Regions from separate parts of the Mus musculus genome. Here all the other regions are linked to region 4. A link is a contact called in public promoter capture Hi-C data. All regions are on one chromosome and are shown on one strand. The core of a region is the stretch at or near the end of the contact, and the rest is flanking DNA. Distances in the headings are between cores, read along the strand shown. Region 1 holds the start of Abo (ABO blood group (transferase A, alpha 1-3-N-acetylgalactosaminyltransferase, transferase B, alpha 1-3-galactosyltransferase)). Region 2 holds the start of Snhg7os (a long non-coding RNA gene). Region 3 holds the start of Med22 (mediator complex subunit 22). Region 4 holds the start of Rabl6 (RAB, member RAS oncogene family-like 6).

Region 1 (3,156 bases), core at 71-2,570, 1.3 Mb after region 4:
CCAGAATAGAAAGTTGTGCAGTCCTACTTAAAATGAATGTATTTAAAGATGCTGAACTTTTTACTTAAAATTGCTAAGATTGGCCATAAGATGGCATAGTAGGTAGAGCCTTCCTTCCTGCATAAGCTTGACAACCTGGGCCTGAGCTCGGGAACCCAGGAGTTAGAAGAAAAGCTCCTCCACAGAGTTCCCACTGATCCCCTCGCGCATGCCAATGTGTACATGTTCACATGTACACATCACACACAAAAATAAATAAGAAAACTCTATCTTCTTTGTTATGGGGAAAATGTTTCAGATGGTTATTTTGTTTTATGTATTTTTACCACAGGAAGAAAGGATGGAGAGTGAAAAGTGAGTTTGCACTGTCGAGGGTCTTGAGCCATCAAGGGTCAATATTCCGGTGTTCATGCCTGGGGAGTCAATCTTGCTGGTCACCTTTGTGCTGACTAGGATTTAGACAATGGTGTCAGTCTGTAAGATCCGGGCCCACGGATGGGGTGAGGCACAGTCACCACTAAAACTAGAATAGAAACTAAGTGGACTTTGTACTCTCTTGTATTCCTCACAGGTAGCACACACTTTTGGCAAAAAGAAATTCTCTTCCAGGATTAATTTTGCTTTGTTTGTGTGTTTCTTTGTGTAGTACTAAGAATATTTCTTTGCTATTGAATTGACCCTAGCTTGACCAGGTGAGGGCTGGGGAGCCAACCCCACCCTTCCTCCCAGTCACCCCTTCCCTCCAGCCCTGCAGGATTACTGGACTCAGCCACCTGGAGTCTCCTGCCCTTGGCCTCCTTCCCCTTCTCCCCACAGGTGGCCTGGACTCCTAGGAGCTCCTGCAGGGCCTGATTCATAGCCACTGACCACCACCTGTGTTCTGGAATAGCTAGCGTGTGGGGAAGAGGATGTCCAGTAAAGGGCAGACAGATCACGTACATTCAGTGCCCTCCCTCAGCAGCTTTGCCTAGTCAGATCAGAATTTTCCACTGTGACTCTGGCCCCACTTACCCACCTTTTGACAGTACTCATGCACAAACACAGATCCAGGGACACTCGGGGCTCCTGCCAGCCCAGCCCAGCCTGCCTGGCCCTGCCCCATCTGAGCCTCTGACCCCAGCAGCAAAGAAGCCCGGTCCAGATGGTAGACAATCGATGGAGGGTGCCCACAGCCAGCCCCTTATTCCTCAGCTCACCTCTGAGATTCATGTCAGAACCCAGGATGGTTCAGTGTCTGTGCAGCAAGCTGTTAGGCACAGGCCAGGTCTCAGGCACACAGGAGAACTCACCCCCAGGGGAGATAATACACAGCTCTGAACACCTGTGGGCGGGGAAGAACTCTGGCAGACTTCTGATTTGCCCAGGCGTGTGTACAGGAACCAAGTGTCCTCAGACAGGTATCTCCAACCACAGGTCACATCACAGGGACTGTGGGTGATTCTCCTCTGCTGTCATGCTCTAACCTGACTTTGCTATGGTCCTCAAGTCTGTCCCACTGTCTTCTTCAGCTTGCTTTGTCTCTCCCTCCTCTCTCTCCCTCCCCCCTCTCCTTCCTCTGCCTTTCCTCTTCCTCCCCCTCATCTTTTCCAGTCTTTTCTCTCACGCCATCTCTTTATTTCTGTACCTCTCTGCAAGATGTCATGTATCCCAAGGCTGGCCTAAACTTGACTATGTAAATCATGCTGTCCTTAAACTCACATAGATCTTGTCTCCATCTCTCAATCTTGTCAACTTAATCTAGAAAAACGTCATGTGAACCAAAGTTCCCTCGAAAGAAGCTAAACCTTCCAAGTACCTTCTACAAGGCTAACTGACTAATGATGGAGAAGTAAGACTGTCGCCATACCAGTCTAATTACAGTTTACCTTGGGCTAATGTCACCTTCCTTAATAGCCATTATTTATCCACCTCTCTGTCTGAACTAATATCTTTGTAACAACAAAAAAGTGTTAATGTATTAGCCTAACACATGATTTTTTCTATCAATCAAAAGGCTAAGAACTGGGACTGGTGAGATGGCTCAGCAGTTAAGAGCACTGACTGATCTTCTGGAGGTCCTGAGTTCAAATCCCAGTAACCACATGGTGGCTCACAACCACCCATAATGAGATCTGAAGACAGCTACAGTGTACTTACATATAATAAATAAAATCTTTAAAAAAAAAAAAAAGGCTAAGAACTGATTGATCTGCCCCAAGCTTTTAGATGAGGAAAAGTAAAGTCGACCGCCATGTACATGAACAGTCGTCGTGCTTTTACTACTGGGCATGCACACTGCATGATCTATGGAGCTTGCGCACACACGTGGGGGTAGGGGAACAGGGAGAGAGAGAAAGAGAGAGACAGAGACTGAGAGAGAGAGACAGAGAGAGACAGAGAGAGGCAGAGAGAGAGAGAGATTCTCACTGCTGGGTAAAAGGACATTAAAAACAAGGAAAAGATTCTTGGCTCTCCTACAGGCTATTTGGCTTTCCCTACAAATTGCTGTCCTCCACTGCCAGGGTGCTCACCTGTCTGCCTAACAAATGATAAATGGTCCTAGGACCAGTGGGGCTAATTAATATTCTGATGACATATCCTGACCCAGTTCTGCCTGAGACCATGGTAAAGAAGATACACACCGGTTGATGGAGGGCACCAGAGAGAATGGCCAATCTCCCAAAAACCACTGGCAGGTCTCTGGGGTCTAACTGACCTTCTTCACCAGACTACTCATCTAGGGTCCACAAAACTTACTGAGTTCCTCAGACCAAGGTATGTTAGACCAAGACAGAATAGCATAGTGCAGTGTCTCAGCCACATGCTGGGTTTGTGCTCAAGTAACTCCAAAACAAAATGCAGTTACCCAGAATGGGGTCCAAACAAGAAATAAACATCCTAGCAGTCTCTAGAAACGCTGTCTTCAGCAAGATGTGGCCTACCAGGGGAGGATATGAGCACTTGCTACGTTTTATAGCTACCTTTTCCAGATGAGTAAAAGTGTTCCCCATATGAACGGAAACTGCTCAAATAGAAGCTACAACAGTACAGAGGGGCTGGAGAGATGGCTTAGCGGTTAAGAGCACTGACTGCTCTTCTGAAGGTCCTGAGTTCAAATCCCAGCAACAACATGGTGGCTCACAACTACCCGTAATGAGATCTGATGCCCTCTTCTGG
Region 2 (2,850 bases), core at 133-2,632, 1.0 Mb after region 4:
TGTGGATCTGAGGCACACAGCAGCTTTTAGAAGGTTGGCTGTCCTCTGCTTCAGGACAGTGCTGGAAGACAAATAATACACTCTGACTACTTGCTGTGTTGTGTCCCGCACAAGTACAGATTTGTCTTTTAAGTCCTGAAACTGATGAGGGCTCCCAGGTGATGGGGTGAATTGTGGGCCTGGGGACACACCATTGAGCACTCTTCTTTTACTGGTGGGCCAGCCCAGCCACACTTGTTAATAGTCCCAAGTTCTTGAACCCTTATATTGCCTGCCTGTCTGCCTTCCCACCTCCCTCTCTCCCTTCCTCCTTCCTGTTTTTTGATACGATGTCTCATATAGCCTAGGCTTCAAACTTGCTATGTAGTTGAAGATAAGTTGAACTTCTGATCCTCCTGCCCCTAACTTCTAACAACTAGATTTTGAGGGGTGAACTGTTATGCGTGGCCCAAAGCCTTGAAACTGGAGTTACAGATGGTTTTGAGTCGTCATGTGGATGCTAGAAATCAAACCTGGTTCACTAAGGAGCGGGCTCTTATCTTAGCCTCACGACTTGTTACCAGTCACTTTTTGTCTTAGTGATCTGTCTTAATTTCCTTTTCTGTAGCTGTGATAAAATACCAAGACAGAAGCAGGTTAAGCAGAAAGTGTTTGGGCTGCAGTTTGAGGTTGCAGTTTAGCATGACAGGGAAGTAACAGCAGTAGGCTTGAAGCAACTGGCCCACATGGCAGGTCAAGGATTAGAGAGTGATGAATGCTGGTCCTCAGATAACCCCTTCTATACTCCAGGATCCGAGCTAGGCCAGAGAATGGTGCCACACAGAAGGAGTTGGTCTTTCCATCTCAATTAACCTAATCAAGATAAGCCCTCCCGTACACCCAGAGGTTCACCTCATGGGTGATTTTAGATCTTATCAAATTGCAAATTGAGATGAACAGTCCCGATCCCTGACCAAAGCAACTTAAAGAAGGAAGAAATATTTGGCTTATAGTTCAAGGGAATACAGTACCGTCATGAGGCAGCAGGCATGGCAGTAGGGCTAGGAGGCAGCTGACCACACAGACCCTACAGTCAGGAAGCAGAGAGCGAGAACGAGTGCCAGAGGCAGTCATGAGGTTAATTGCACAAATTAGCTCCTCTATTCACATTGATCCAAACAAAACTGCAATCTCCTGGACAGAGGGGTGTGGACAATGATTTTGGTGTGGATAGTGGAAGGCAGGATTCTGCTTCCAGAGCAATTCTGCATGTCAGAAAGTTGGAGCAGCAGCAGAGGTAGCAGCTTCAGCAGAGGTAGCAGCTGCGGCAGTGGCAGCAGTGGCAGCAGCAGCAGCACTGGCACCGGCACTGGCAGAGGCAGCGGCAGTGGCAGCAGTGGCAGCAGTGGCGGCAGCAGCAGCAGCACAAGGAGCTGCTAGGCTAGAAGCACAGAGCTGAGCTGAGGCCATGCATCTTTTCACACTCACTGCAGGGCTGGGCCTGCTCTCTGTGGTTCGAGCCACGATGCCTCCTCTGACTCCTGCCAGTCCTGAGGAGGTGATGGCCCTGGGGAGGGAGGACTGAGGGTAGCAACTGGCTTCCAAGCTCAGACCTTGGACTGGGTGTGTCTCAGGCCTGCAGATGGAAGCCACAGGTGATGTTGAAAAAAATACCTCTCTTACGTGCTTGGTGGGATCTTCTCAGGTGGGAGTGGGGCTTGAGCAGGTGTTCCAGGCCATGGTCATGTCTTTCTTCTCACTGTGTGCACTTAGAGACTAAGAGGCTGCTGGGGGACAGGGGAGGCTTGCTAGATGGACGCTGTCCTGGCTCTAGCTGGACTCCCAAGAATAGCCTGCCTTCCTTCCTTCCTTCCTTCCTTCCTTCCTTCCTTCCTTCCTTCCTTCCTTCCTTCCTTTCTCTCAGTGTGTGTGTGTGTGTGTGTGTGTGTGTGTGTGTGCTTCAGAGACACTTCTTATATTCTTCCAATGAGTTGATTTCAGATTTCATCCTGGGTAAGGCCCCTGTGACTGTTGTGTATCTGGGAGACAGAGCCAACTTCCTAATGATTTCAGGAGAAACTGAGAAGTCTGTTCCTTGCCACACCTCAGCACTTTGACTGTAGACAGTGAAGCAGACCGTGGTCAGTCGGTACAGTCATGGTTCTCTCAGGTCACCTCCTCAGCCATGTCCATTCTGCCCTGTCCTCCGGCTCAGCTCCCTGAAGTGAAAGGTCAACCTGTCCTCCAGATCACCTTTCTCAGTTCCCTCTGGATGCCTGTGCAGGGTCTGTGGTCAGGGCTCTTCCCAGGAAGTGTTTCTCCTAGGACGCCTGTGCCCTGTCTGCTTGGTTCTACCTACTGCTGCTGTTGGTGAGAGACAGCCATGGTCAGGACTCCTCCTGACATCCCGGCATCCCGGACCCTTCCATCTTGCACTGAGACCTGACTGCATTCTCCTCCTGCCTCTCACCCACCGTCTTCCAGATTCCCTTCTCCCTGCAACTGTGTGCACTTGTGACCTCCAACTGCAGATCTTGGGAAAGGGGTACATAAGGTGCTGGGCAGGAGACTTGCCTATTCCTGAGTCGAGATGGAAAGACCCGCTGCCTCCCTTCACCTTTGAGAGAAACAGTCTTGATGAGTTGGAGTTCAGGATGAACCTGACGTGAGTGGTCTCTGCGGAGGTAATGTCTGCTGCTGCTGCCAAACAGTTCTAAGTGTGACTAAGCACAGACTGCCTCACCTCTAGTAGTCACTGAGGAATGCAGCATTTTCTGTGTTGCCTGGGCAACACACCAGGTGACCTCTTCATGAGGTCAGAGATCTAACTTGCTGTGGTCTATGCCCATGCTGAATAGGGTGAGAGGATCT
Region 3 (2,969 bases), core at 330-2,829, 1.3 Mb after region 4:
TCATCCTCAATCTGAGGGCAAATAAGAAAAGCCTAGAATCAACACAGGGAGCAGCCACCTGGCTTAGCTGCCACCGCCGCCGCCGCCGCCGCCACCCGCCTTCATGTCTTTACCATAGCCTGTCAGGCCTTCCCGCAGATCCAGAGCCTACTTCCTGTCTAGACAACTGGCAATGTCTCCAACCCCTTCTTGTTCTCTGGGTGACGATAGGTTACTTCATGTCAAAAGGACACTGCCCAGTCTTTGTGACAGTTTATAAGAAATAAAGGGCTAGAGAGATGGTACATTCAGTTCGATTCCCAGCAACCACAAGGTGGGTCACAACCAGCTGCCATAGGATCTGATGCCCTCCCTCTTCTGTCTGATGTTCTCTTCTGTCTTGCAGGTATAGATGCAAATAGAGTCCTCATATACATTAAATAAATCAATCTTTTAAAAAGACATTGACTTATTTAATGTATATGAGTTCACTGTTGCTGTCTTCAGACACACCAGAAGAGGGCATCAGATCTCATTACAGATGGTTGTGAGCCACCATGTGGTTGTTGGGAATTGAGCTCAGGACCTCTAGAAGGGCAGTCAGTACTCTTAACTGAGCCATTTCTCCAGTCCTTAAATAAATAAATCTTAAAAAGAAAGAAAAGATGTTCAATAAAGGATTAAAAAGACAAACTTTCTGATCTCTGAGTTTAAGCTTACAGGTGGACCAGCTGGAGCCTAACACAGACCTCAGTGGGCTTGAGGCTTCTCAGAAATTATTTAAATAGAACAGCATTTCTCAACCTGTGGATTGCCTTTCACAGGGGCTGCCTAAGACCATCGGAAAACACTGGCATTTACGACTCAAAGGGTAACAACAGTTCTGTAGTTGCAACAAAAATAATTTTATGGCTGGAGGTCACCACAACATGAGGGTTGTGGTGTTTAAGGGTTAAACTCACCAGTCATCACAAGAATCTATGGCAAGGGTAAACCTCAGCCCAGGTGGCTAGTGCTCAGTAACTAACGTAGAGCCCTGGCAAACGGGCCAGAGTTCTCCTCTCTGCTCTGTGCTTGTCACTATTTGGCTCTTCTATTTATCTGCTGTCCCATTACTTTTAACGCCTCTTCACTCCTACCCGCACCGGTCAGGTGAGTCACATTCCCTCTGCTTTCCTCACCCCTGTACCCAGGCCCCAGGGAAAACCAGTCCCAGCCTTCTCCAATGGCTTCGGAACAGCTACCACACACCTTGGCGGTCTTGATGATCTCGGTGAAGTTGTCCATGATGGACTTGATGTCGTCTTTGAGCCGCTTGTTGTATGACTGCAGCAGCGTCTCCTTGCTCTGGGGAAGGGCTCTCTGCTGGGCCATGGCGGGCCCTGGACGAGAACCAGTCTGGTCCGGCCCGAACCGAGTACTGAGGGCTGGGGACCGGGATTTCCGATACAACAGCTCCGTCCACGAACACACGCCCGGCAGCAGGCCCTTACGGCGAGGGAACAAAGCACCCGCACGCTCCTTCCCGCGGCTTCCGTTCACTCCTGGCGCCTCCCGCCGCCTCTCGGAGCCTGCGGTCCGGTGCCAGGGCCCGCCCGCCTGGACGAACGCGCAGCCGCGGCCCGACACGCCCCCGCTCAGGCTCCGCCCCTCTGTCAGAGTCCGAAGTGGGTCCTTGTCGCTTTAAATCCGAAATCCCGCGAGGGCGCCTGCTCTCGCGATATCTGCGGCCACTTACTTATCCCCCACAATTCCCTCTTCTTTCTTTCTCCAGCAGCCGAGCAAGATGGTGAGTGTCTCTGGGCCCCCGCGCTATCCGCCTCCATCCGCCGCCCGTCGCCCGTCAGCGGCGTTCTCCGCCGTCCCTGTCTCCTCGGGGTCCCTCGCGGAAAGGGAGCCACAGCGACCGACTCACAGGCAATGACTCCGCTGCCCGATGGCACGGGTTTCTCTCTTCCGTACAGCCCAAAGGGAAGAAGGCCAAGGGGAAGAAGGTGGCCCCGGCCCCCGCCGTCGTCAAGAAGCAGGAGGCCAAGAAGGTGGTCAACCCTCTGTTCGAGAAGAGGCCCAAGAACTTCGGCATTGGTAAGGAGTGGCGTCGGCGTGTCACAAGGGCAAGGCGCCTTGACGGGCAATGGACTGAATGAGAGCCGGGCACCGTCCCGAGCAGCCGCCACTGCGCATGCTCGGCTGGTGTGAGAAGGGGAATGGTGGTCGTGTGCAGATGATGTGACAGAATATTTGCTATCAGATGAGTGGTGATGACACTAGAACCACCAAGATCGCTGATGCACCGACGCCCTCCTGCCCTGGGTACTGCCTCGGCTGCAGGCCGGCCCGAGGAGAGGCCTCGGTCACAGTGTCCCTCTTAACTTCCCAGGACAGGACATCCAGCCCAAAAGAGATTTAACGCGCTTCGTCAAATGGCCCCGCTACATCAGACTGCAGCGGCAAAGAGCTATCCTCTACAAGCGGCTCAAAGTCCCTCCTGCCATTAACCAGTTCACCCAGGCCCTGGACAGGCAGACAGGTGAGGTTCCGGGCCCCAGAGCCAGAAACTGGCCCCGAGTTTGCCCTTACTGCAGTGCATGGCCACACTAATACAGCTATGAAGAGAGAGGTGGAAGGGGGTCCCCAGTCCCTCCACCTGGAATGGGCGGGATTTGGTGAGGAAGCAGTTGAGGAAGGATCCCCGTGTTGACCTCCTGCCGTCTCATCAGTGTACCACAATAGGGTGGTTTTGTTGGGGGATCAGGGTCTCTAGTTGTGGAGCTCAGCATTGCTGCCTGTTTCATGAGTGCTGGTATTAATGGCATGAGCCACAGCCATTCAGGGCTAGGAGGTCAGACACAACTTTTCAATGCCAGGTTAAGTGACAGGTTAGAATTGGGCCTGGGCGTGAGATTGCTGGCCAAGTAATAGCCCCAGCGCCTTTAAAGGGATTCAGGCTTAGAGTCCAATTGAATGTGTTTTCCAGCTACTCAGCTGCT
Region 4 (3,157 bases), core at 578-3,077:
TTTACTCTGGTGGCATAGTTCCCTCTTTTTGCTTCTGAAATTCAGACCACTCCCAGTGATCTATGGTTGTTAAAATTCTGGTTTTCTTTGAGTTTGTTCTTTTTTCCATTGCTTTTTTGAAACAGGGTCTCACTATGTAGCCCATGCTGTCCTGGATTCCATTAGGGTCCAAAAAGGACCCAGCTGCCCCTGCTTCCCAAGTGATGGGATTAAAGGCTCGTCCAGCTTTCCCTGCCTCAGTTATTCATTCTCCTGACATATTGCAAAAGATTGTTGTGCTGCCTTCCCGAGCCACCCAGACAGCATTCTGCAACAGACAATTCAAAATGTGGAGACTCTTACAAGAATCCCGAATCTGTATTTATTATATTGCAGGTTTGTTCCTTTAAGTAAGGCATCTTGGAAAATATGGAAGACTTCAGCTCTTCTAGACCCCTCCTCTTTAGAACCCCAGGGCGTGGGTCCAGTGGGTAGTAAGTTTAGAAAGCAAGAAGCTCCTAGTTCAGGCCTAATTTCTAGAATTGGGCTGCAAATTAATACTATATAAAAATAACGAAAGAATCCAAACATAGATTCCAAAGAACACAAACCACTGAATATTTGACTCAATTCTCTTCCTCAGTCAAGAGAAATACAAACTTCCAAGTTAACACACATACACTGTTTGCTTCTAAATTTGCACAAAAAATCCTCCTAGTAAGTTTCATAATGTTACATTATTACCTAAATATCACTGACCCTGTGAGGCACAGCTTACAGTGAACTGTGTGTATGTGCCAGTGCATGTATGTGTGCGCGCACGCGCTTCAAAAATGTTGCAGTATAGAAATAGTTTAGAAGTAAACAATATCAGACCACGACATTGCCCAAGAATCTTTTGATTGTTCAACCTGCAAATGGAAAAACTCTAAAGAGGTCAAGAGAACCGTGTGCTTCTCGCTGCACAACATACATAATTTATAACGAAGGGCAGAGCGGACTTTTCTTCTTGTGGGGTCAGGGATGCAGAGTTAAGAGCCTCTTGAAATTAAAAAAAAAAAAAAAGCATATCCCTTACAAAACAAAAAACAAAAAAACAAAATCAAGGCTCAAGGCCCACAGGCGACCGACTTTCAGGAGCCTCCGACTTTCAGGAGCCTCAAGTGAGAGCAGGCGCGGGGGGCGGAGAGGAGGCAGGCACACGCAGCCCCGCGCGCGCACCCTCGGGTTATGTAATGGTCTCTCTCCGCAGGGTACCCGCGCCAATCAGGGTCCTCCACCGCTGCTCCGCTAGTGTCGCCGCACAGCTGTTCTCTGGAGGTCTCCTGTCAGGTGATGTCCCTCAAGGAACGACCACTACTCAGAACCCAGGGACCCGTCCGCCCCTACCCTCTGATTCTTCCAGACCCTAGTAGGCTGGGTGGCCGCCCCGGGCCCTGCCAGCCGCCCCGGCCTGCCCGACGGCGCGGCCCGCACTCACTGTTATACTGAACCCCCTTAGCGAAGCGCCTCTGCAGCGCCTGGTTCATGGACTGCAGCCCGGCGGGGATGTTCTTGTCCCGGCCTGGGGCCTGCTCCGACCCCACCAGCTTCTTCAACGCGGAGAACATGTTCCTGCTGGACGTGCGAGCCGGGCTGGCCTGCGAGCTCAGCAGCGGCAGCAGCACAGCGCACCCCGCACCATGTCCGGCCGGCCCAGGCTTCCCCCGAGGCCGGAGCGGGCGCGGCCTCGAGCGAGGTTCTGGGGCCTCAGCCTCTGTGGCTCCGCTCCGGCTTCCACGGCCCTCGGCGCGGCAGCCAGGCACCCGTCAGCGCCGCCATCTTGGCGCCGGCGCGGCTACGGGACGCTAAAAGGGACACGTAGCCGCCGCATGCGCAGAGAGCGCACTAGGTCCCGCCCTTTTCTAGCATCTCCACCTCGCCGCCACCAACCCCCTCTGGTCCAACGATCAGCTTCCCGGTCCTCAAGAGTCCCGAGGTTTCTCCTTCCTCTAGTGTAGTTCTGGAAAAATGTTTATTTCTGTACTACAGCCCAGACAGGTTTACTTTTTCTTCTTTTTGGCTCCCTTGAGCTTCGCCTCGATCAGCTGTTGGGCCTGTTTCTTTATCTCCGCCCGCGAAGGGACGTAACTATGGTCCACATCCGCAAACTGGAAGGTTTCTGAACAGGCAAGAAAAGGAGTGGCTGCCACCCTCTTTCCAGAAGCCTCCCACCTCTACCTGTTGGCGTTTGCTGCCATAGGCCATCTCCTGCCGGGAGCTCATTTCAGACATGTATCAATGACTGGAGACCCCTGCCCTAAGTCACCTAAGGCCAGGTGCCAGACAACTAGGATTTGCCAAGATTATCCACACTAGCTGTCCTTATCCTTTCACCCCACCTTGCCTCTGTAGCAGAAATTCTTCTAAAAGTTCGGTCTGGGCTCCCTTCTGGCCCATCCCATGATATACGTCCCTTTTGTCTCAGAAAAAGAAACCTCTGTAACGTCTATCGATTAAAACCTTTCCCTTCAGCGCCCAGTCACCATGTATGCCATCTCTTGTCTTGAGTTCAGACCCTATCTAGTTGCAGCTATTGTTCTTGTCGTCCTTCTCCATCTTCCTGTGGCCGGCATGTAGAGCCTCACCTATCATGTCCTCCTCTGGGTCCTCAAAGGTAATTCTGGTATTATGTTTCTCTTTTAGAGTTGATGACTCCAAGGTGTCCCTCACCTTTGTGTCAACCTGCAGGGCAGCACCCATTATCATCTTGGAGAGCACATGGGCTTTGTGGGGACCCCTCCATGGCCCAGGGTTACCTCCTCATTTCTGGACAACGTTTGCATGCGCTCAGCCAGGTAGATAAGCTTTCCCTCACAATAATCCAGCTTGCCGTACACATCAAGAGTGTTAGAGACTGCTATTTCTTTCTGTGGGTCAGAGGAGCAGCTGGTTTTCCTGTGGTCCCACACAGGGACCCTGTACACAGCATCTCCTCCCCGGGGGCTGATACCTGGAAGGTTGGCAAGGTGATGCCGATGAGCCGGATGTAGAGGTTGTCAATACCTGTCTGGATGACCAGCAGCAGCTGCTGGCCCTTATTCATGTTGTTTTGGGCCTGCTTGAGTCTTGCTTCTTCCTCTTCTAGCATGTTCTTCATCTTCTTCTGGATAGAGTTAAAGCTATGGGGGAGGTAAGC

Evidence for each region. Promoter capture Hi-C pulls out the DNA fragments that hold promoters and counts their contacts.
Region 1: a promoter capture Hi-C map of liver shows a contact between it and region 4, with 4 times the contacts expected there. The contact joins the promoter of Abo here to the promoter of Rabl6 in region 4. A contact is called at or near these places in 3 of 39 promoter capture datasets (liver and stem cell-derived epiblast-like cells).
Region 2: a contact with region 4 is called in a promoter capture Hi-C map of hematopoietic stem and progenitor cells, with 2.9 times the contacts expected there. The contact joins the promoter of Snhg7os here to the promoter of Rabl6 in region 4. A contact is called at or near these places in 4 of 39 promoter capture datasets (the C10 cell line, hematopoietic stem and progenitor cells, hippocampal neurons and 1 more) and 1 of 115 datasets of contacts at active chromatin or transcription factors (pancreatic cancer cells).
Region 3: a contact with region 4 is called in a promoter capture Hi-C map of liver, with 2.7 times the contacts expected there. The contact joins the promoter of Med22 here to the promoter of Rabl6 in region 4. A contact is called at or near these places in 9 of 39 promoter capture datasets (the 3T3-L1 cell line, the C10 cell line, the HPC-7 cell line and 5 more), 2 of 115 datasets of contacts at active chromatin or transcription factors (large pre-B cells and thymic regulatory T cells) and 2 of 9 other capture datasets (adipose tissue and liver).

Annotation. Positions count from the first base shown.
Region 1 is chr2:26,863,675-26,866,830 of GRCm38.p6, forward strand. Abo (ABO blood group (transferase A, alpha 1-3-N-acetylgalactosaminyltransferase, transferase B, alpha 1-3-galactosyltransferase)) reads right to left here and starts at 1,321. Exons shown (of 6, transcript NM_030718.5): 1 at 1,197-1,321. The coding sequence starts at 1,209.
Region 2 is chr2:26,640,739-26,643,588 of GRCm38.p6, forward strand. Snhg7os (a long non-coding RNA gene) reads left to right here and starts at 1,383. Exons shown (of 4, transcript XR_003953776.1): 1 at 1,383-2,644.
Region 3 is chr2:26,909,063-26,912,031 of GRCm38.p6, forward strand. Med22 (mediator complex subunit 22) reads right to left here and starts at 1,580. Exons shown (of 4, transcript NM_001033908.1): 1 at 1,231-1,580; 2 at 1-11. The coding sequence starts at 1,353. It overlaps Rpl7a (ribosomal protein L7A), which reads left to right and starts at 1,745. Exons shown (of 8, transcript NM_013721.3): 1 at 1,745-1,768; 2 at 1,944-2,064; 3 at 2,360-2,509; 4 at 2,957-2,969. The coding sequence starts at 1,766. Gm23969 (a small nucleolar RNA gene) reads left to right here and starts at 2,199; the gene lies at 2,199-2,272.
Region 4 is chr2:25,606,654-25,609,810 of GRCm38.p6, forward strand. It overlaps Rabl6 (RAB, member RAS oncogene family-like 6), which reads right to left and starts at 1,828. Exons shown (of 15, transcript NM_001024616.2): 1 at 1,460-1,828. The coding sequence starts at 1,589. Ccdc183 (coiled-coil domain containing 183) reads right to left here. Exons shown (of 14, transcript NM_029859.1): 11 at 2,972-3,140; 12 at 2,778-2,888; 13 at 2,607-2,703; 14 at 1,976-2,140. The coding sequence ends at 2,022. It overlaps Fcnaos (a long non-coding RNA gene), which reads left to right and starts at 2,677. Exons shown (of 8, transcript XR_003954003.1): 1 at 2,677-2,816.